Linked DNA regions of Mus musculus: regions 1, 2, 3, 4, 5 and 6 are each linked to region 7. Evidence: chromatin contacts called from public ChIA-PET, HiCAR-type and HiChIP or PLAC-seq data. All regions are on one chromosome and are shown on one strand. The core of a region is the stretch at or near the end of the contact, and the rest is flanking DNA. Distances in the headings are between cores, read along the strand shown.

The links. HiChIP or PLAC-seq counts read pairs in DNA pulled down with a chosen protein or histone mark. ChIA-PET counts read pairs in DNA pulled down with a chosen protein or histone mark. HiCAR-type assays count read pairs that join an accessible place to other places.
Region 1: a BATF HiChIP or PLAC-seq map of CD8 T cells shows a contact between it and region 7, with 18 read pairs. The contact joins two enhancer-like sites. A contact is called at or near these places in 1 of 15 datasets of contacts at CTCF or cohesin (CD8 T cells), 1 of 484 Hi-C or Micro-C datasets (liver) and 6 of 115 datasets of contacts at active chromatin or transcription factors (the 230-238 cell line, CD8 T cells, large pre-B cells and 2 more).
Region 2: an RNA polymerase II ChIA-PET map of memory CD8 T cells shows a contact between it and region 7, with 70 read pairs. The contact joins two enhancer-like sites. A contact is called at or near these places in 5 of 484 Hi-C or Micro-C datasets (B cells, CD4 T cells, CD8 T cells and 1 more) and 4 of 115 datasets of contacts at active chromatin or transcription factors (CD8 T cells, extraembryonic endoderm stem cells, memory CD8 T cells and 1 more).
Region 3: a contact with region 7 is called in an RNA polymerase II ChIA-PET map of memory CD8 T cells, with 296 read pairs. The contact joins two enhancer-like sites. A contact is called at or near these places in 1 of 15 datasets of contacts at CTCF or cohesin (CD8 T cells), 12 of 484 Hi-C or Micro-C datasets (B cells, CD4 T cells, CD8 T cells and 3 more) and 6 of 115 datasets of contacts at active chromatin or transcription factors (CD8 T cells, effector CD8 T cells, memory CD8 T cells and 1 more).
Region 4: a contact with region 7 is called in a HiCAR-type map of Th17 cells, with 3 times the contacts expected there. The contact joins two enhancer-like sites. A contact is called at or near these places in 2 of 484 Hi-C or Micro-C datasets (both in liver) and 3 of 115 datasets of contacts at active chromatin or transcription factors (the 230-238 cell line, Th17 cells and regulatory T cells).
Region 5: an RNA polymerase II ChIA-PET map of memory CD8 T cells shows a contact between it and region 7, with 4 times the contacts expected there. The contact joins two enhancer-like sites.
Region 6: a contact with region 7 is called in a CTCF HiChIP or PLAC-seq map of CD8 T cells, with 56 times the contacts expected there. The contact joins two enhancer-like sites. A contact is called at or near these places in 1 of 15 datasets of contacts at CTCF or cohesin (CD8 T cells), 3 of 484 Hi-C or Micro-C datasets (B cells, CD4 T cells and Th1 cells) and 2 of 115 datasets of contacts at active chromatin or transcription factors (CD8 T cells and pancreatic cancer cells).

The regions. Positions count from the first base shown.
Region 1 is chr15:62,779,726-62,782,425 of GRCm38.p6, forward strand. No RefSeq gene overlaps it. Among named protein-coding and RNA genes, the nearest start is that of Gm22521, 12 kb to the right of the region's middle. Within about 2 kb of position 1,251, at least 12 of the 459 cell types and tissues checked have an H3K27ac peak or open chromatin away from gene starts, as enhancers often do. A contact at or near this core is called in CD8 T cells and regulatory T cells, where this site is marked.
Region 2 is chr15:61,539,656-61,542,355 of GRCm38.p6, forward strand. No RefSeq gene overlaps it. Among named protein-coding and RNA genes, the nearest start is that of Gm24696, 180 kb to the left of the region's middle. Within about 2 kb of position 1,381, at least 70 of the 459 cell types and tissues checked have an H3K27ac peak or open chromatin away from gene starts, as enhancers often do. A contact at or near this core is called in B cells, CD8 T cells and memory CD8 T cells, where this site is marked.
Region 3 is chr15:61,410,663-61,413,362 of GRCm38.p6, forward strand. No RefSeq gene overlaps it. Among named protein-coding and RNA genes, the nearest start is that of Gm24696, 54 kb to the left of the region's middle. Within about 2 kb of position 1,304, at least 12 of the 459 cell types and tissues checked have an H3K27ac peak or open chromatin away from gene starts, as enhancers often do. A contact at or near this core is called in CD8 T cells, Th2 cells, memory CD8 T cells and 1 more, where this site is marked.
Region 4 is chr15:62,751,543-62,754,242 of GRCm38.p6, forward strand. No RefSeq gene overlaps it. Among named protein-coding and RNA genes, the nearest start is that of Gm22521, 40 kb to the right of the region's middle. Within about 2 kb of position 1,324, at least 17 of the 459 cell types and tissues checked have an H3K27ac peak or open chromatin away from gene starts, as enhancers often do. A contact at or near this core is called in Th17 cells and regulatory T cells, where this site is marked.
Region 5 is chr15:63,121,972-63,124,671 of GRCm38.p6, forward strand. All of the region lies in intron 3 of Gm30159 (a long non-coding RNA gene), which reads right to left. Among named protein-coding and RNA genes, the nearest start is that of Gm30159, 22 kb to the right of the region's middle. Within about 2 kb of position 1,355, at least 28 of the 459 cell types and tissues checked have an H3K27ac peak or open chromatin away from gene starts, as enhancers often do. A contact at or near this core is called in memory CD8 T cells, where this site is marked.
Region 6 is chr15:61,440,550-61,443,249 of GRCm38.p6, forward strand. No RefSeq gene overlaps it. Among named protein-coding and RNA genes, the nearest start is that of Gm24696, 84 kb to the left of the region's middle. Within about 2 kb of position 1,437, at least 32 of the 459 cell types and tissues checked have an H3K27ac peak or open chromatin away from gene starts, as enhancers often do. A contact at or near this core is called in B cells, CD8 T cells and Th1 cells, where this site is marked.
Region 7 is chr15:62,168,120-62,170,819 of GRCm38.p6, forward strand. All of the region lies in intron 1 of Pvt1 (Pvt1 oncogene), which reads left to right. Among named protein-coding and RNA genes, the nearest start is that of Pvt1, 130 kb to the left of the region's middle. Within about 2 kb of position 1,367, at least 65 of the 459 cell types and tissues checked have an H3K27ac peak or open chromatin away from gene starts, as enhancers often do. A contact at or near this core is called in B cells, CD8 T cells, Th1 cells and 4 more, where this site is marked.

The sequences.
Region 1 (2,700 bases), core at 1-2,500, 610 kb after region 7:
CTTCCAACCCTGGCCTTAATTTTCATTATATTAAGTATGGCACTTAATCTTAACATCTCCATATATGTATGCTCTATTTTAGTCTTAACTACTTTCCCCTCCCATTACACTTCATTACTCCCTTACCTTATTTCTACTTCCACATCTCTGACAGCACCTCCTCCTTTATATTACCATGGCCCTTTTCCTCTCCCAGAGGCTACACATGGGAAGAACCACGTGATACGTCTATTTTATGGACTTCCTATCTCACTTAACATAATGATCTCCATTCCTAAAAATGATAGGGCTTCGTTATCCTCAGCAGCTGAGCAAAGCTTTATTGGGCATATGCACCATGTTTTCTGTATCAGTTCATCTGCAAGTGGGTAACTGGGCAGATTCTACAGATCTGATGTAGATAGTGCATAAAGACACATGGGCATGAAGATATCCTTATAGGAAGTTCATATTACTTTTTGAGTATATTCTTTTGAGAACTATGGATATTTTCTTTTTTATTGTTTTAAGAACCTCCATATTAATTTTCATTGTCAGCTATACATTTTAAGATGATGAAAATGGCTATAGTTGGATAAAGGTGATAATTCAAACTTGTGAATATAGTAAAAATAACTATAAATTAATTAACTGTAAAAGTAAATGATTTCTATTGCAAGGGTGAACTTTACAGTGTGTGAGGCTGTGGATACAGCTCAAGATATGGCTATGGCTGTGGATATGGCTCTGGCTATGGCTGTGGATATGGCTCTGGCTCTGGCTGTGGATATGGCTCTGGCTCTGGCTGTGGATACGGCTTTATTACTACTGAAATTTGATGAATAAATCAGTTTTGTTTTGTTTTAGATCAGACTTTCTCAGAAATATTATAGGCAGTCACAAACATTTTGGATTTAATCTTCTGTTTTCTCACAAGCTGCAGACCACAATTATTGCTCCTTATCCAGTGGCTGGCTTTTCTAGAAGGAAGAACTAGATAATTATTGGCAAATTTGCCAGATGGGTGAATTCACAAATTATGGAAGATATTCTTTTGGGTTTTGAGCCTTAAGAAATGAATGATAAGTATATTTATCTCTGTGGGCTACATTTCCATTTCAGCCAGCAGTGTAGCTTAAATTCAAGTGATTTGGCTATGATACAAATAGCATACATTATATGCAAATTTCCCAAGCATATGAACACAATCACATTCACAGTTGGAAGAAAGTGAAACAAAAATCTATATTTAACCACACAGTCACTTATGCTAAAAATACCATCTTTCAAGACACATCTCATTTTTCCAGTGGTTGGAAAATAAACTTCATAGTATGCTCTCCGTGGCACTGATGATCAATTGTAAAATTATGGCATAAAATTTTAATCTGCTATTTTCCCCCTCTGAGCAATTGATTTTTTTTTTCAAAGCAGTGAAACTGTGGCTTTCTCCCATTTCCAGGCCTTTGAGCTAGTGATTATTCTAAACACCTGTTTTGCTCTCAAAATAAAAGGATTCCAAAATATGTATGGTGATGCATGACTACTTGCTATTTAGTACTTGTGTATGTTGGGGACATATCCACTCAGATGAAACCTGGGAAATGCATTTGTTTTTCTTGTTCAGCCTCCATTACTACTGCTCTCCCCTTGAGATACTTCAAAGCTCATCTGCTAATAAAACTCAGTTTTGACAAGGGGGGGGGGAGTAAAGTACTGAGCTTTTAAATCTTAATATTCCCAACACCCGTTTTCCTTTATCCTCCTCTGGCGATAGAAGCCATCAAAACAAGTTTATGGTTTATAAAGACACCTCCATGCTGCCTTTAAAAAAATGATGCTGTATCTGTGATTTAGGATGTTCTTCGACTGAAGAGGGGACCCCAGAATACTCTTTATATAAATGCTGGATGGCAGTACCTTTAGAAGCCTTTGACAGTATGGCAGGTGGTAGGGTGGGGATGGAAGACTTAAAGTATATTAGCATATTAAAGTCCTAAGGTATATAAGAACACCACTTTTTCATGTTTAGAAAAGTGACTAATAGGTTAAAAAAATCGAAAGTATGATCTTGGCACCAGAACCTAATGGAGATACTAAAGTTTATGTTTCTCACTGTATCTGTCCATTAATATACAAAATATATCTTCAGGATCTATATGACTCTCAATTTCATTTGACATTTTTTTTTTTTGAAGTTGGAAATGTTTTCTCTTCAGGTATTTTTTTTTTTCTGGATAATTTAGTCTACTCTCCTAGCCTTAGAAATGTATGTACCACAATATTTTAGACATGATTCGGGCTAATTACTTCTTGTTATTGGTGAAATACAATTCTTGTTCTCAGTAATTTCACACAAAAAAGTGTTCTTGTCATTGTCACGATCATTGTCATCATCATTGTCATTGTCATCACCATCATCATCTGCCATGGGTTGGGCACTTTCTTTCAAAGAATAGTGTAGGTATTCCAGCTCCTTATGTATTTTGGTTCAAGTACATAGCTATAAAATGACTCTCCCATGCTGCTTCTTAGTGAAAATGAATCTGGAAATACCGCTCTCTTGTCCCTGATAAAGGGTAAATGGAAACTAAAAATGGAGCAAACTCTTGCATTGATCCTTTTCAGTCTCCAACAGTCAACTTCATTCCTCCTGTTTAACATAAAATATGGGAGTGTGTGGGTGGGAGGGGAAGCACCCTCTTACAGGCAAATAGGAGG
Region 2 (2,700 bases), core at 131-2,630, 630 kb before region 7:
TATTAAAAATTCCTCATCTCAGGCTACAGAAATGGCATGTACCCTTTAAGAAGATCCTTAGGTAACTCGGTGAGTTTGTTAAAATGTAAGAAGCATTAACTAAACTAGTGTGTTCTGGTTATACAAATCTGGTCCCCCACTGAACTGGATCCAGAATCTAAGCACAATGCTATGCAAATACTTGAATCCCTAAAGCTTTCAAATCTCTCAACAAAAGATCTTTGGAATGAGTAAGACAAAATTAGGGTCTTAGACATGCCAATAAATTAGTAGTAGACTCAAAATAAGTCCTTGTCAAAGACCCAACACCGTCCATTTGGACAACATCCTGAGATAAACTCTACTGTCCCAAGATACCAGAGCTGTTAGGTGCTGTGGAGTATTCTATGGTAAAAGAACAAGCACTGGCTGGATGGTGGTGGCCCACGCCTTTAATCCCAGCACTCGGGAGGCAGAGGCAGGCAGATTTCTGAGTTCAAGGCCAGCCTGGGCTACAAAGTGAGTTCCAGGACAGCCAGGGCTATACAGAGAAACCCTGTCTCAAAAAAAACAAAAAAACAAAAAAACAAAACAAAACAAAACGAAAAACAAGCACTACTTTCAGACTCCTGATCCTTCAGGGAAGGCAGACAATTACACAACACCAAGACTGAGTAGATACAGGAGGCAGGAAGAGAGCAGATGATCACCAGAAGAGACCCCTGGTCCTCTGGCTTCCTAACCTATTCACCACCAATTTCTAAACTTGACTATACAAAAATTATAATAATCAACTAAGAAATATTAAAACCTAACCAAACAGCTCTGCAGATGAGACCAGGATATTGTGTGTGTGTGTGTGTGTGTGTGTGTGTGTGTGTGTGTGTGTGTGTGTGTGTTTCCACTCTGCTTTATGCGATCCTAATACAAAGCAAGTGTTAGGGTGAAAACCTGCCATTCTACTGTTCTCAGACCTGATTCTAGCAGGGGTGGGGCACGTTTTATACAAGGCATTCTCCATCCACAACCATTATGTAACTTAGTTCACGTGTCAGCCCTGTAAAATAGAAAATAACAAGAGCGAGGTATTTAGTCCATTTAATAAGTAGACAAAACCTGAACCCTAGGGAGGTAAAGTCGCAAGCCCATACTGAAAGCTCTTGGCCACGTGTCTTGTGACTTGCCCTATGTTGGTTGGAGTGGGCATGCACGTATCTGGAGCAGGATGAAAGGCAAGGACAAGCTTTGCTCTGTGCTTTCTGCTCCTCTCTGGCCTAACGGGTGGGAAGGACTTCACTAACAGGTGTTGGCCTGTTGGAATATCCCTGTTTAGGGATATGACAGTCATGAGCCCTCTGAGGTTCGGCACCTGAGAAAGAGGAAGTAGGAGCAGAGCGTGAATCAGAAGTCATGTGACCAGATACCCTTGAGCAAACTCTGTGAGAAAAGGAAGGCTGCAAATAGCTCAAGCCTTTAAGAATTTTCCTCAAAATCAATCAGGAGTCACATTCTGATCAGAAGGGCAGATAGCAGGTCGTGAGGACTGCGACATTCTGGGGTTTCATTTCTTCTCCATGCAGCCACCACAAGCTGTGTTGGACTGGTGTGAATGGGGCCCCCCTTTTACCTGAGTTTGCTTAAAAAGCAAACACGGAAACATTTGCTAAGCTCCCTTCTCTCCTGTCTCTCAAAGCAGCCCAGGAAGTAAGGTTGGCTAAAAGAGGCCTCCAGCAAACATAAACATAGACAGGAAGGCGTTCAGAGTGGGGGATGGGGAAAAAGGCCTTTCTTCCTTTCTTGAAAGAAAGAAAGAAAGAAAGAAAGAAAGAGAGAGAGAGAAAGAGAGAGAGAGAGAGAGAGAGAGAAAGAAAGAAAGAAAGGAAGGAAGGAAGGAAGGAAGGAAGGAAGAAAGAAAGAAAGAAAGAAAGAAAGAAAGAAAGAAAGAAAGAAAGAAAGAAAGAAAGAAAGAAAGAAAGGGAGGAAGGGAGGAAGGAAGGGAGGAAGGAAGGAAGGAAGAAAATCTCATCACTGTTTTTCTCCCATGCTGTACCTCAGAAATAAACTTATCTACTTGGGAATATGTCCTATGTATATTTCATTCCACTCTTGGCAGAAATAATTTTCGGTTCTCAGAATCGAGCAAGGCAGCGAATGGTGAGGGGAGGGCTGGTTGCCTCCTGCTGTGAGGAATGACACACAGAGTGGGGTACACAGGAGGGCTGACATTACACAATCCGCACATCAGCATTTCTGCTGCAGGCAGAAAGCTACTCCTGAGGGACACATGTTCTAAACTAGCAGAAAATAAATGCTGCTTTGAAATTAACCATCTCAGCCTATGACTTTTCCTGGTGAAACAGCCTCTCTGGGGTTATTTTTCAGGGTGATGTGTATGGGCACATACAGGCTACTGCATAAAGGGATTGATTTCAAAAGGTGCTGGGTCCTCATTTTCATAAATAAATAAACTCTCACTGGCCATCGGAATACGATTATATTTGGAACAAAACTCCTAAATATAGAGCCATTATCTGAAGTCACACGACCGACACCAGTCTTAAAACTTCATGTTGTCAGTTGGAAAAAGGCAAGTTTCTGGATCGAAATAGGGTTGGGAATGTGTGGCTTCTCAGCAAATATCATGGCCTCCTTTTGCTGTTTCAGGCAAGTGGGGCCAAATGACTTTCTCTGTATTAGGCAAACAAGTCTCAGTTACACACA
Region 3 (2,700 bases), core at 54-2,553, 760 kb before region 7:
ACTTAAGAAATATTTGATACTTGTGAGTAAAAGATTATCAACTCTTAGAAATCTATAGATTTATAAACAAGTGTTCTTCAACATTGTGTTCCTTCTGAAAACTGGAATCTAATTTATAAAAGATAGTGTAAGGTATTCAAACATTTTAAATTACAGAATTACTAGAAGAATGAATGAATTCAGGATTGGGTCACACACTGGCCACCGGGGAGAGGTTTTAAATGGTACAGTGAAAAAACTCTGCAAATATGAGACAAGGTTATTTGCTACCTAGGGCAGTCATCTTGGAAAAAAAGAGGTTAACACTCCAGTTTTGAGTAGTCTAAGAGTTGATTCAGTGAAGGAGGATCTGAAAGTTTCAAGAGACCTTTCCTGAGTTTAAAAGATAGACCTTTAGGACATGTCAGGTATACCTCATTCCCGAATGTTTGAGCTTCTGATTTTTATCATGCTTCTCTTGATAATCAGCTTTAGACAGTGTTTAGTGCACTCAAGTAGCTCCATGCAGCTCCTGAAGGGCAGTCTTCTCTGGAAACAGCCATGTCCATTGTATACATGGACGTTTCCAAGTTGGGTTTGGTTTTATCAGAAGATTTGACTGAAGTAGTCAAGGGAAGTAGTCAAGGTTTCTGTTGGTGCCTGGAGGAACTGTATTAGTCTATTACAGAGTGTTTATGTACCTCAGGATGTTTTATTATGACTTTGGTTCAACTTCGATGTCCCATTTTGCTGATCCACCTGAAATACAAATGGTAAACAACTGCTTCAACTCTGGATGCTGCCTCACCTCCAACTCTGCAAGAAGCTGATCCATAATGATGTGAGTGAAGCATTAGGTTCCAAGAGACTGAACCTGAGATGGATTGATGTTAAGCTGGAAAATAAATGGAGGATAGAGGGGATATCGTTCAAATGTCAGAGAACATTTAAAAAAAAAAAAAAAGGTGCGTCTGCTTTGTATGCAAGAAAAGCAGATGAAAAGAAAAAGAGGCCCCGTGTTTCCAGCCCAAGATCCAGCACTGATAGATTGTGGCATTTTTGAGAAATCACTTAAGACTTCTGATTCTTTTTTGTTCAAAATGTATTATTATTTCTATATTATTCTTAAAATTCAACTAAGAGTTTAACAACCGAAACATCTATCTTAGTGTTTCAAGAAGTACATGGCCTACACATTTGTTAATACAACCTTCTCATTAATCCCATGGAAAGCAAAATATTATTCTGATTTGAAACAAAAACTCTTATGTGCAGAAGCCTCTTCAGTTCACACACCTGGGGAAGTGTCTGTGGTATTGTGGTGGCCTACCTACTCAACGTTCTCCTTTAGAGTTCTCTGACACAGGGGCCATGCTCCAGGGAGCATGGTCTGTGTGGAAAATAAGTCAACGTTCTATAAATACCTAAAGGCACCAAAATATCTTTCAATGTGGGACTCTAGTAAGAAATGCAGATTGCAGCAATGACTCCCACTACACTTTTGTGGCTCCATATGAACATAGAACAATAATTTAAAAAGGAAAAAAAACAGTGTCTATATTTCCTTGAACTGTGTTGCTGCTATTAAGTCAGTAAAGCAGGTGAAGTCACAGGGCCTCTTTAATAGACTGGAAGGCCTCATCAATCCTATTCCCCAATTTTATCATCAAACTACAGAAGGTAAATGGAAAGAGTAGAGAAGATATTACACACAAATGCAGAAAACTCACTTCTCTATAGATATGGATGTTTACTAAAAAATAATGGAGACTAGAGGGAAAAGAATGGGTCATCTCCTCTAATGCTCAGCCTGAATACTCAGCTGGGCAGGACCAAGGAAAGGGTTACGATGGTGAAGAATTCAAAAAATCATGGATTCTCAGATTCATGTAAAGACAGGATGAGTTAACATTGCTGGGAAACTTTAACTCATGTGAATCACTCTTGTCTTCATTCTGGCAATTTAGTCCCTGTTCTAAAGTCAAACAAATTAGGTTAGCAAGTTCTTCCTGTTGTAGGTCCAGGTAGGAGAGAAGTAGGTACTTGCATCTCTCTCTAGCCCAAGTGATGAATCTGCCTATTGTCTTCCATGAACCATTTCTCTATACTCAGGCTTCTCAAACTTTTCTATGTATGTCAGAATGATCTCGGGATCTTTTAAAATCATATCCTGATGCATTAGTCAAGAGATACCCCCAGCATTTAGAATTTCTAACAGGCTCCCAGATGCTATTGCTGTGGATTGATCCATTTAGCATAATGAACAATGGGGCCTAGGAATAATGGTCTCCATGTTCAAATGTGATGGCATAATAATGAACTCAGTTCTGCAGTCCATCCAGTACATGTTAAGGGCAAGAGAATTCTTCATAGAGCATAAAAACTGTAGAGGTCATTTGAAATACAAACACAAAATCCTAAAGATGAGAAACAATCATAGTCCTCTGGGTTTTCATAGACATATTGGAAGGATCTAAGACTTCAGAACTAGAAGTAGTGTCTTATTCCAAGAAAGTTCTATTCCAAGTTCTTTTCCTTCTATCTCCAACAATTCTATCCTTCAAGAATTTCTTATCATCTCATAATGGACTCAGAAAGCAAATCTAATATTTGAGTCATCTCTGCTATGGATGCATCATCTCTGCTTATGTATGTGTGAGTTTCACTGAGTAATTTACACATACAAAATGAAAGTTACAAAGACAGGAATGTATATAATAT
Region 4 (2,700 bases), core at 74-2,573, 580 kb after region 7:
AACAGCCTGCCTGCCCTGGTGTTTTTCTTTTGAATTCTCATAAAAAATCTTGTGAACTTTCACAAGTTTCCTTATATTGTGAGCAGAATTGGAACTACTGCATTTACCACTGATTTGCATAGAGTTTACACTAATATATACTTACAAACAGTAAAGTCCATGTGTCTGTGTGTGAACATATTTATACATACAACTTTGTGAAGTGCATGCCTATGTGTGTCTATATAGAAAGATGAATGATCGACAGGTTTTATTCTTGATATTGTTTTACAATTCACTGCCATTGTATTTAGTTCCCAAAGGCCTCCAAAGTAGGAGTGTCATCTAGCTTTCTACTTTCCTCAGGCTTAATGATGCATTAACCTTTAAAAAAAATACTATGTCCATTCTACCAAGAAGAAAATGGAAACACCTGTATTTGGTAGGCCACCAAAGTATTATCACAAAAGCCCATGTTGACTCAGCTCTTCTCATGCCTTAAGTCATACAAAACTAAAGCATGGAATGAAAGATGTTGATGGGGGTATGTAGAGGACGGCTTTGAAGCTATCCTGGACAACTGTGCATATGCGCGCACATGTGTGTGTGTTTGTGAGTTTGCGTGTGCATGTGCCTATGTGATATGTAGATAGCCCTTTTCTAAAAGAAAAAGTTGTTTCCCTGTGCTTAGGACTATAGAATAAAAAACTGGAGAAGAATGAGTTTATAACCAGACTCTATCATTTAATAGTTGTATAAGTTAAAATAAGCTCAAGACCAATGTAGGCTTTAAATTTATCACTAATAAAATGAAAATGAGATTAATAAGAAGACATGGGTTTGTGGACATGGTTAGAAGAGAGATTTGCATTGAAGGCTGTTTGCATTACACCTTTTTCTCAGAACTCACTCAACATAGCTACTGTTGTTGTTACTCTTACTCCCTCTTACTCCCACTTCCTACTTTCCTTTAATCTCATCTTTTCTCATGTTTGGCTTGCATACACACTCTCCCCTACCCTTCGTCTTAGCTCAGACTTTCAAATATTTTTAAGGGTGCTTTTCTGCCATAGAAGAAGTGAGTAGACCCACAGACTGTATGCAGCATACCTCTACCATTCATTCTGCTTCTATCTTTACATTGCTATCAGATTCACATTTCAAATACCGAGCCATGTCTGACAATCCTCCTGGGGTTAGCTACAATATGAACTTGAACATGGCCTCTGTGCCCTCCTCAAGATTTCTTAGTTATCATGATGTGCCTGACTTCAGAATAGGCAGGGTGCTGTGGGTAAGCAGTAGCAAACCTTCAGAGCTATCAGCATGAAACTAGGTTAAGTTGCATGGAAGAGAGCTCTGAATGAGATCCTATCACTTCCTGTCTGACAGATAGTCTACCACACTGGAGTGGTCTCTATAGCAGTGTTTGGGTCTCACAGTATGTAAACAACCTGCATGCAGGATCCTGTTAGTGTCAATAGCAAAAGGGCAAGATTTAGCATCAGGAACCTGATGCAGCCCTGCAAGGTGAAGACTGGATAATGGCGGGTTAAAAGAAAAAGAAGTAGGAAGTAAGGGAAGGGACAGTTTGACACAGATAGCTGTCATGCGAATACTTGTTAGTGTGGGACTAGTTTCTAGGTATTTCCAATCTGTTAAGAACTTTCTTTTTCTTTTATGAAGCTGTATCATCTTTAAAAATTCCAAATGCTTAATGAATTCTCATAAATGATCCTAAAAGTAAGAGACAATGAATGATTCTCAATTTCCATAGAATTATAGCAGCACTTAGAAATTTTCAGATGGGGTGAGTTTTCATATATCCAAAATTTACAGTAAAAACCACAGTTTTCTGGAAATAAGTGACTCCTCTTCATACTTTAGTACTTGGTGCTATGAGATGCATTTTTTAAACCTAACATATCTCTCATATTTCCTAAACATTTGGGATGATGGCAGAGATTCAATTCAATAATTTGAATCCTTTATCAATTCATGAACATGCTCAGTGTTATGATCAATTTTAATATATATTCATATTCATATTTATGCTAATGCAATATACGCTGGCTTAGTGCTTCTTATGCTTGATTTTAATCTATTTCTTTCCTTTATTCTCAGAAAGGCTCAAAGCAATTACACATTGTTTTGGACAGTATGTCTGCCTGAATACAACCTTTGAGGAAAGCCTGTCTGTTAGAAGAAATAAGTTAAAAACAAGATTGACAAGCCTGAATTTATTTTTGTTGCAAAGCTGTGTTGAACATTTACTGTAGATCAAGTAAATGAGAAGAGTTCCAGATACAGAAATGAATTGTCCCAACCAGACATCTGTCAAACCAACCATAATGCACGATACTAGGATCCCAGTAATAGTGGGAACAAAGTGTTTTTACAGGGTTCATAAACCCACAGAGAAGTCAAAGTGAGGAGTGTACGTTGTATAAGAGAAGAGAGAATGCTCCTATGGGAGAGACTATAGTCTTTTAAGCCAGTTCTAGTATTCATCTTTTTTTCTTTATACTGAAATGGGGAATCCAGAGTGGCCAAGCTTTAATATTTAAATTATAATTTTCTCATTTTAAAAATATTTGTCAACTCCTTATCAAGGGCTATTTCTTTAAGACCCCTGGGTAATCATGAGAATAAAGTAGAAAAGATGCTTAATTATGCCTGCAAGGTCAAGGCATATGTTACATCTGAACTAAACCTGAACAG
Region 5 (2,700 bases), core at 105-2,604, 950 kb after region 7:
TTTGGTTAGGGTTGATTTATACAAGAACTTTGGGTTCACTTTAGAAAAACATGGATTAGTAGAACTATGAATTATTCTTGATAGGTAAAAATCAGATGAGATAAAAGTGTAGAGGTTTTCCTCATTTATGAGCTCCTCTCATTTTCTGATGTAACTGAAACTCAGGAAGCTAGGATGAGTAGGCCAAGTGTTGGGGAGTGGAAATTCAAAAAGGGGTTGTTTGTTGAGGATTTGATAACAGCCAAGAACTTCATAGAAACTATAACTTAATCCAAATGACTTTAGGGATAGTTAGATTTGTATTTGCTTTATAAATGAAATTAGGGCTCAGAGATGCTATGGTCACCATACTTGCACAGACTGCACATATTTAGAGCCTGAAAAGTGTTTATGATGTGGAGGGCAAGTCACATGCAAATCTCTGTCACTTGAAAGCTCCTAATTTGGTTTAGGTTTTTAATTGGCTCCGATTGTCTGAGAGATCTGAAGTGGGAAAATGAATACATGTGTTTAAGGACTATGATTTCAGCAATTAGTACAGTGTTTACATTTAATAGCTATTTATAAACATTTCATGAAACTATGCTTTAGATTATTGGAGTTTTATTATAATAACCCAGTCATGCCAATAAATATGATTCTTATAGAAAGAAGAGATCACTGTTTGTATATATTCTGCCCTCAAGGAAAATAGAAGACATCCTGCATCAAGTTAAGTTATTAGACAGGGAAAATAAGTGAAGTCTCAGCAACTATAACAAACTTGGGCCATAGTCAAGTTGAAAGCAGACATGAATGGGTGGAAGATCATCCAGTTAATGCCAAAGATGAACAGGAAGAATATGCTCATGCCGTTATAAACATTGCACACATGCTGGGTTGAACCTGTATTAATTACCATGACAAAATAACAAAGATGTGTAACTTAAGAGAGAGCTTATTAAGACTTATAATTTAAGGGTACAGTCTATAACTGAGGAGAAAGAATAAATAAGGAACATTTTGCAGCCAATTATGCTGTGTGGACAGTCAGAAAGTAGAGAAGGTCAGGGTTCCACAGACTTTCCCCTTTTACTCACTCCTGGATCCTATGCCATTAAATGGTGTCACCCATATACTGGGTCAACGTTGTTTCTCTGTAAACCTTTCAGGACCTTCATGTGACCTTTCCCCCATGGTCACATGAAGTGGTCTGTTCCCATAGTGATTCTGAATCCAGTAAAGTTGACAATTAAGTAGAGTGCTGCAAATGATTTTCTCAGAAAAGTTCTACATGAAACCAAACCGAAAGAGAAAGCAGCAAAAGGCAAGCAGGAAATAGTTGCACATAGGAATTCACAGCGATTGAGATAGCATGCACAAGACACATGGAAGCTCAAGACAGTCACAATTCCAGCATGCCTGGTGAGTTTTGGATGCCTTCCCCCAAGCCACTGGGCCATCTCTACTCATAGGCTTAGGTCTAATTGAGAGGCTCATGCAGCAGCTGTCCCTCCTCTAGCTTCAGTCACATAGTTCCTGTACCAGCTTAGTCTAATACAGGATAGACTCATACACCACACACACAAACATAGATAGGTATTCACATGACCAGCTAACATGGCCAAACACAAACTACATAAAAGGACAAGCATGCATGTCCTCTTTGAGTCCAATTAGTCCTTTAGAAACGTTCTCCAGTGAAAATTACCTAGGTGAACCCCATGACAGAGAATTTAAAAGAGTATTCATGAAATTTACCAAAGAATTTGAATATTCTAAAGATAACTTGAGAAAACAGCTTAATGAACTTAAAATGGATACAAATAAATGTCTGAATTTCTTGTTTTAAATATATTATTTTTTATTTGTCTATTTATTTATTTACTGATATCAGCTCTCCTCTTCCAAATATGCCCTCATGCAGATCCTCCCCCCATTCTTCCCTCCTTGACTCCTCACACACTATACCTCCCTACTCGCCTCCCCAGCACATCAAGTAACTACAGTACTAGGCACATTCAGTCCCATTAAGGCCAGACAAGGTGGTCAAGTTAGAGGAAATGGGAACTGCAGCCAGGCAGGCAATGGATTCAGGGATAGCCCCCACTCAAGTTGTTAAGGGACCTGCCTGAAGACCAAGCTGTACACCTGTTACATATGTACAGGGGCCTAGGTCCAGCCTATGTTTGTTCTTTGCTTTATGGATAGTTCAGTCTCTGAGGGTCCAGATGCCTGAATCTTCTTCAAGAAAACAGAAATAGGTGGCTAAATGAAATGATGAAGACAATTCAAGATTTGAAAACTGAATTTAAGGATGATATAGAAATATTGAAGAGAATTCAAGCTGAGTTCATTTCATCTCTGAAATGAAGATGAAATTGAAAAACCCAGTAACTCAATTAAAATGCAGAAAAGACATCTTTCAGTAGGAAAAATAAGAATATAGAATAACAATACTTAAAGTACAGAAGTAGGGATAGTCCAAAGTATGAAAAGAAAGATTAAATGAAGAACTGTGGGATACCACAAATGGAGTAATCTTTGGTTATAGACAGAGATGAAAGAGAATAATGCTGGGTTAATGGTACAGACCAGATAATCAAGAATATAATAGAATAAAACTTCAAGTTAATAAAACATAGACCCATACAGATATAAAAAGAGAAAACACCAAATAGATGGGAACAGAAAGGAAAAGGAATATTTAATATAGAAAGA
Region 6 (2,700 bases), core at 187-2,686, 730 kb before region 7:
CTGATACTTTGCAGGAAATGCAGTCATCTTCACCCGCTTGTCATAACCTGTGGAGTGGAGATGGAGATAAAATCTTGTTTTGTTTTGCTTTGTTTTATTTTTGTGAGTTTTAAAACTAGATTGACCTCTGGGACTCTCTATGTATCCCAAGATGGCTTTGAATTCTGGGTGATTATCTGGCCTCAGCCTCTCAAGTGCTGATATGACAAGGGTCAGCTACTTAGACTCTCCTAAGGAAAAGTCTTTGGGTTCCAGGTATCATGGGATCTTAAGAAGCAAGTTTCAGGCAGTCAGGTAATGAATACCAAAGTTGCCTATCAAAACATGTTTGAAGAAGAAAATGCAGTCATTTGAGATTTGAGTCAATTTGAGATTCCTTTCTTTTTCATTTTCTCTATGAAGGTTATAGAGATTCCACTTTCTTACCTGCCACATTATGTTCTTCCAGAGAAATGATTTGTCCCATGACATGGAAAAACAATGTTAATCATAAAAAGGAGGCTGCCTGTACCTAGCTGGAAAATTATTACATGAAAAGATCTGTAGGTGTCCCTACTTTTGTTGTCTCAAAATGATCACCTCTTGGGGTTCAATGTTTCCCACCATGAAAACCCCACTGAAAACAGAAACTAGAAAAAATGAACTAGAGGGAAAAATATCTATTTGAATTTTTCTTCTGGTGAACTGACTTTTGTTTTTAGCTATTTTAGGACATTTTCTTGGTAGCTGAAGCATAGCAAACCGATTTGTGTTTCTTTCCCATAGAGACCAAATGTCTTCGAACAACCCCTGAAATGGTGCATGTTACAGGGCATGTACTGCAAAACATTAAAATCAGGGAATAAGAGTTTCAGGGATAGAAGAGGCAGAGGTAGCATCTCCGTTGGAGATAGAGTTCTCATAAGCTATCAAGTGGGCTAAGAAGCCCATGAAGGAGAGAAGAGCCCTCTTCTCCGTGGCTTGTAATATCTAGAAGTGAGTTTGGAAAAAGCCCAGGTAACAGTGAACTGCAGGGTTGATTTTATGAGAACCATGGTCTTTCAGGCAGTGAGGAACTGAGCAAGGTGCATAAACTATCAGATTACTGAGCAGGGAGCTGGAACGAATGTCAGGAGGATGTCTGAGATAGCTCTGACTAACAATAGGTGATGGTTTTTAATTCATGTTTAGAAGACTAGGAAACTATGGTTCAGAGAGGTTATGCATCCTTTCAGCGTTCAAAAGGTATCTCTAGTAGTGAACTTCAGATCACTGCCCATGGAAATGAATCTTTTTTTTCCATTGCTTCACATTGCCCCTCCACTTGTGTGTAAGGGACATGTCATGTGTACTTTGGTCAAGCCTCCAGAAGCTGCGGAAAACACAGGGATTCCCCAGCTACACACCCACCTTCGAAGGGCCTGCTTCAAAGCTGTAGCAGATCATTACCCCTGGGACTTTAGAACTTCCTAATTCAGAGAAATGAAAGCAAAATGACTCACTTTGCATACCTGTACCCAGAACAGAGTGAAACGAAAATGCTGCACCCATTTTCATCTGTAGCCAGATATTTTTAAATACTCCTTTTTGACCCAACACAAAACTAAAACATAGCAACAAAGAAAATAGGCAATAAAGATCACATTTTAAAATTATGATTCTGCAATTACAAAGTTATCATAAGTATTTTGCCATTACAGCCAAGTCAGCAGATTTTCTTTTTCTCTAGTAAGCTAGATGACAGATGTCTTAGTCTCTGAGACCTGTTGTCTTCCATGATAGATTTCAGTCCTGTTATTCTAGCATGAAATGCTCTGTAACTGGTGCATGAGACTGAGAGTGACTCTACTGCATTTACAAGCAGATGACAAAGGTAGAGTTGGCCTGTGGGCCACTATTTGCCATTCTTCAATAGAAAGACTTAAAACTATTTTCTATATGTATAATATCAGATATCCAATACCACATTATGTCTTTTTTTACCTTCATTTATAGCATATCTGTTCTTTAACAGTTTATTCCTGATTCCCATGTGGAAAAATTTTCCTTTCTCCATCCAAACAAGGACACTGAATTGCCTCTACTTTGATCTACAGGTCTAACTTGATAAGGACCAGGATGTTTTAGGTGATGGGAAGCTAAACACAGGATGCTCAAGGCTCTCAGCCCTCTTATCCTTCACTTACTCAGGCCAGATGGCCCTCCTCACCATTCTCAGCTCAGGCCCAGCTCCAAGCAGAAGGCAGGAGTGGAACCCATTATCTTTCCCACTGTCTGTTCCCACTTCCTGTGCTCCTCTCATCTGGATGGAATGTGAGTCCTCTGACTTCCTGTTTCTCTGCTTACAGAAGCTCCTAAATGTCACTTTCAGCTTAACCTTCTTTCTGCTTTTTTTTTTCCCCTCACTTTTATTTCAAACCTTTGACTGATAACATTTTATTGGGTAAACATAAGTTTTAATGAGCTTTGCTTACTTAAGACTTCCCATCCTGTGGCTCTTTGTTAAGTTACCTGGTCAGAGACAGGCAGTTTACGGGAATATGTAAAGAAGCCAGGAGCTTTGTGGGGAATAGGGACCAATAGGGTCTGTGGTGTAGACAGTCAAATTCAGATTTCCAACAACTTACTAGCCAAAGAAGTCTAGTAATAAGTTAGTATGGATTAAGTTTACTTAGTATCTTTCAGTTGCAATACTGCATTTAGCTAATTTATTACTTCAGC
Region 7 (2,700 bases), core at 117-2,616:
GTTTTGCTTATGCTATTTCATGAATAGTGTGCTGGGGGAACAAAGATAGACCATGTATGACTCTAATGGCCTAGGACTTAGGCACACACTGCAACAAACATGAAGATCTGAACCTTTTTCATAGCTCCTGCTCATTAGTCATAGTTGTGAGCCTTGAATCCCATACTCTTGTCGATGCATTGTTTCCTCATCTATAGGGATGTTACCTGCCTTACTAGAGCTTTTATGTGATAACACAGAGCCTTGAGAATCCATCATTAAAAACAAAACAAAACAAAAACCCAAATAAACAAAGTAAAAAAACAAACAAAACAAAACAAAAACAAATAAAAAACTACCCTCGTTGGCCTGTAACTTTCCATCTAACCCAGGCTAGCCTGAATTACTAATCGTCATATCTCAGTTGCCTGAATGCTGGGGTTACAGGCCTGGGCCACCACAGATGGGTCATGAGATCCTGCATCTTACATGCTGAATTTTTCTCTGAGGCAGGTATCAGTGTGTAGGTTAATAAGCAGGATGCTTACTCTGGAGTACATTGGGATCAACAATTGTGAAACGCATGGAAGGAATCAGGATTGGAAGGAGCCATCAAGCTGTGAAGGTGTCTGAGCATAGCATAGCCTCAGAGAGAGCTCTGCATAGACCACACTAGAATGCTCTTTGAGAACTGTCCTGAATTGTGGTGGCATGACGGTTGATCAGTGACAATGTAGCTTTGCCTGGAAGGATACTTGAGTCTGACCCTGTTCAGCTAAAGTTGTCTCCAAAGAAGCTGGCAGCTGAGTGTCAGTTGGTTGTACCAAGCAACTGTTTTTAATGATGGATGCATGGTACCTAGCACAAAATAAGCAATCAGTATTTAGGGAATGTTTTCACCCAAGCACTATTCATTCAGCAAGTGGTTACTATTTGGACAATGTTCTACTACTGAGCTCCTTATACGAGTCGTGCACCATGGCTACAAATAGGAAGTTTATAATATGAGGTAGGTTCAACACTGGCTTCCTGGAAGAGTAGACCTGGAGATGTGACTTCCTGGATCATGGGCCCTGGGACTCGGTATTTCCTTGTCTTTCTAGAAGATCATTTCTTGAGATGAGGTGCGAGGTGTCTCAGGGGTGGGACTCTCCATCACGGCCCACCTGATGGTGCACCTGTGCACCACGGGAAACTCCCTGCTAAACTTACATTAACTGTTTGAATTCCCAGTAGCTTGGAACTTCCCCAGGGGTCCCATTGGCTCTGTGACTTTCCATCACTTAAGTAATTGGAGGATGGAGCCGAATGGAAATAATCTATACGCTTTCTTCTGTGAGTCACCAAAAACTACAGCCCAGAGTGTGTGTAACTGCTTGACTTACTTTTCCTGTATGCAAATGAGCTGTCATTACAGTTCAGTAAGTAGAGACTCTACAGAGTGAACATGAGACCATTATAGTTTCTATTTGAAAAAGACAGAGATAGCTTGGTACAACTGTCTGCCTTGGCAAGAGCCCTTGGTAGAAAGTGCTTTTGGGTTGGGACCTTACAACTCTTTGGGAAGTGTTTGTTGGTACACTCTGGCCCCATTTTCCAGCTCTTGCCTTGACCAAGACATAGCAGGAAGTAGATGATCTCTAGTGTGGGGTAGGTTGTTTTTATCTCCACAAGTCACCCAGGTGATCAGAGAAGCTTTCCGGAAAGCAATGGCTTTGATGTTCTGGGTGACAAGCTGTGAGTGTGCGGCAGGAAAGGAGGGTTTTGAGGTTGGAGAAATGAAACTACTTTGGGTGGTGACTTCATCACTTGACACCCCTATGGTAGGAAGGTTCTTATAAAAGAAAGGTGAATGCAAGGGTAGGTATGAAAAGGAAAGTTTGAGGTGGACAACAGTGAGATGACGGGCTTCTCATGGTTCAGGGAAATCTACCGGCACCATCGACCTTCTAGGACCCTTCTTCCTCCCACACTTCACCGAATCCTCAGTTTCACCAGTGACCATGTTTACACCTGTTATCTGCTCCATTCTTCGCACATGATGTTACCCTGACCCCATGTGTGCCTACTGCTCAGGGAGCTTGGCTTAGAAACCAGAGTTCTTGGGACAAATAGCCTTTCTCCATAGAATCATAGTGGCCCTCACTGACCTGAGAGCATCCCGTCTTCCAGTTCCCAGTTTGTAGAAGCTATACCTTCCCCTACCCCTCCGAGCTTCTCCTCTGTGGAGCCCCAATGTTCTGTTCATGGCTCTTCTGAGCCTTGGCTTCTTAAGCCCTAACTGGGACTGATAGCAGTCCCTGCCATTCTCTTTAGGTCACCGCTGTGCAGAGGAAAGGCTTCACACACTGCCTGAGTTGCATTTCTTGAGGGTGTTTTTCCTCGATGGCTTTTTTTTTTTTTTTTTAGCTGTGCTGGGGAGTCAAGGATATATGACCTCACCAATTAGTGATCAAATCTTTGACACCCTTAGGTGTTACCCAGGATACTAGTTTAGCCATTTGGAACCAGGTGTGTCTAACCTGTGGCCAATAGGCCACTTGAGTCTTACGATAGCTGTTAATGCAGTTCACTACTTTCATAGATGACACTATCATATCGCAATAGCAAAAGGTTGGACAGCTCTGTAAGATTTAGCCCATCTATCTTCTGAAAACAGGAATATGTGCAAGGAATGAGTGACTGCTGTGTGCCAGGGAAGAAACATGATGCTGCGTGGGA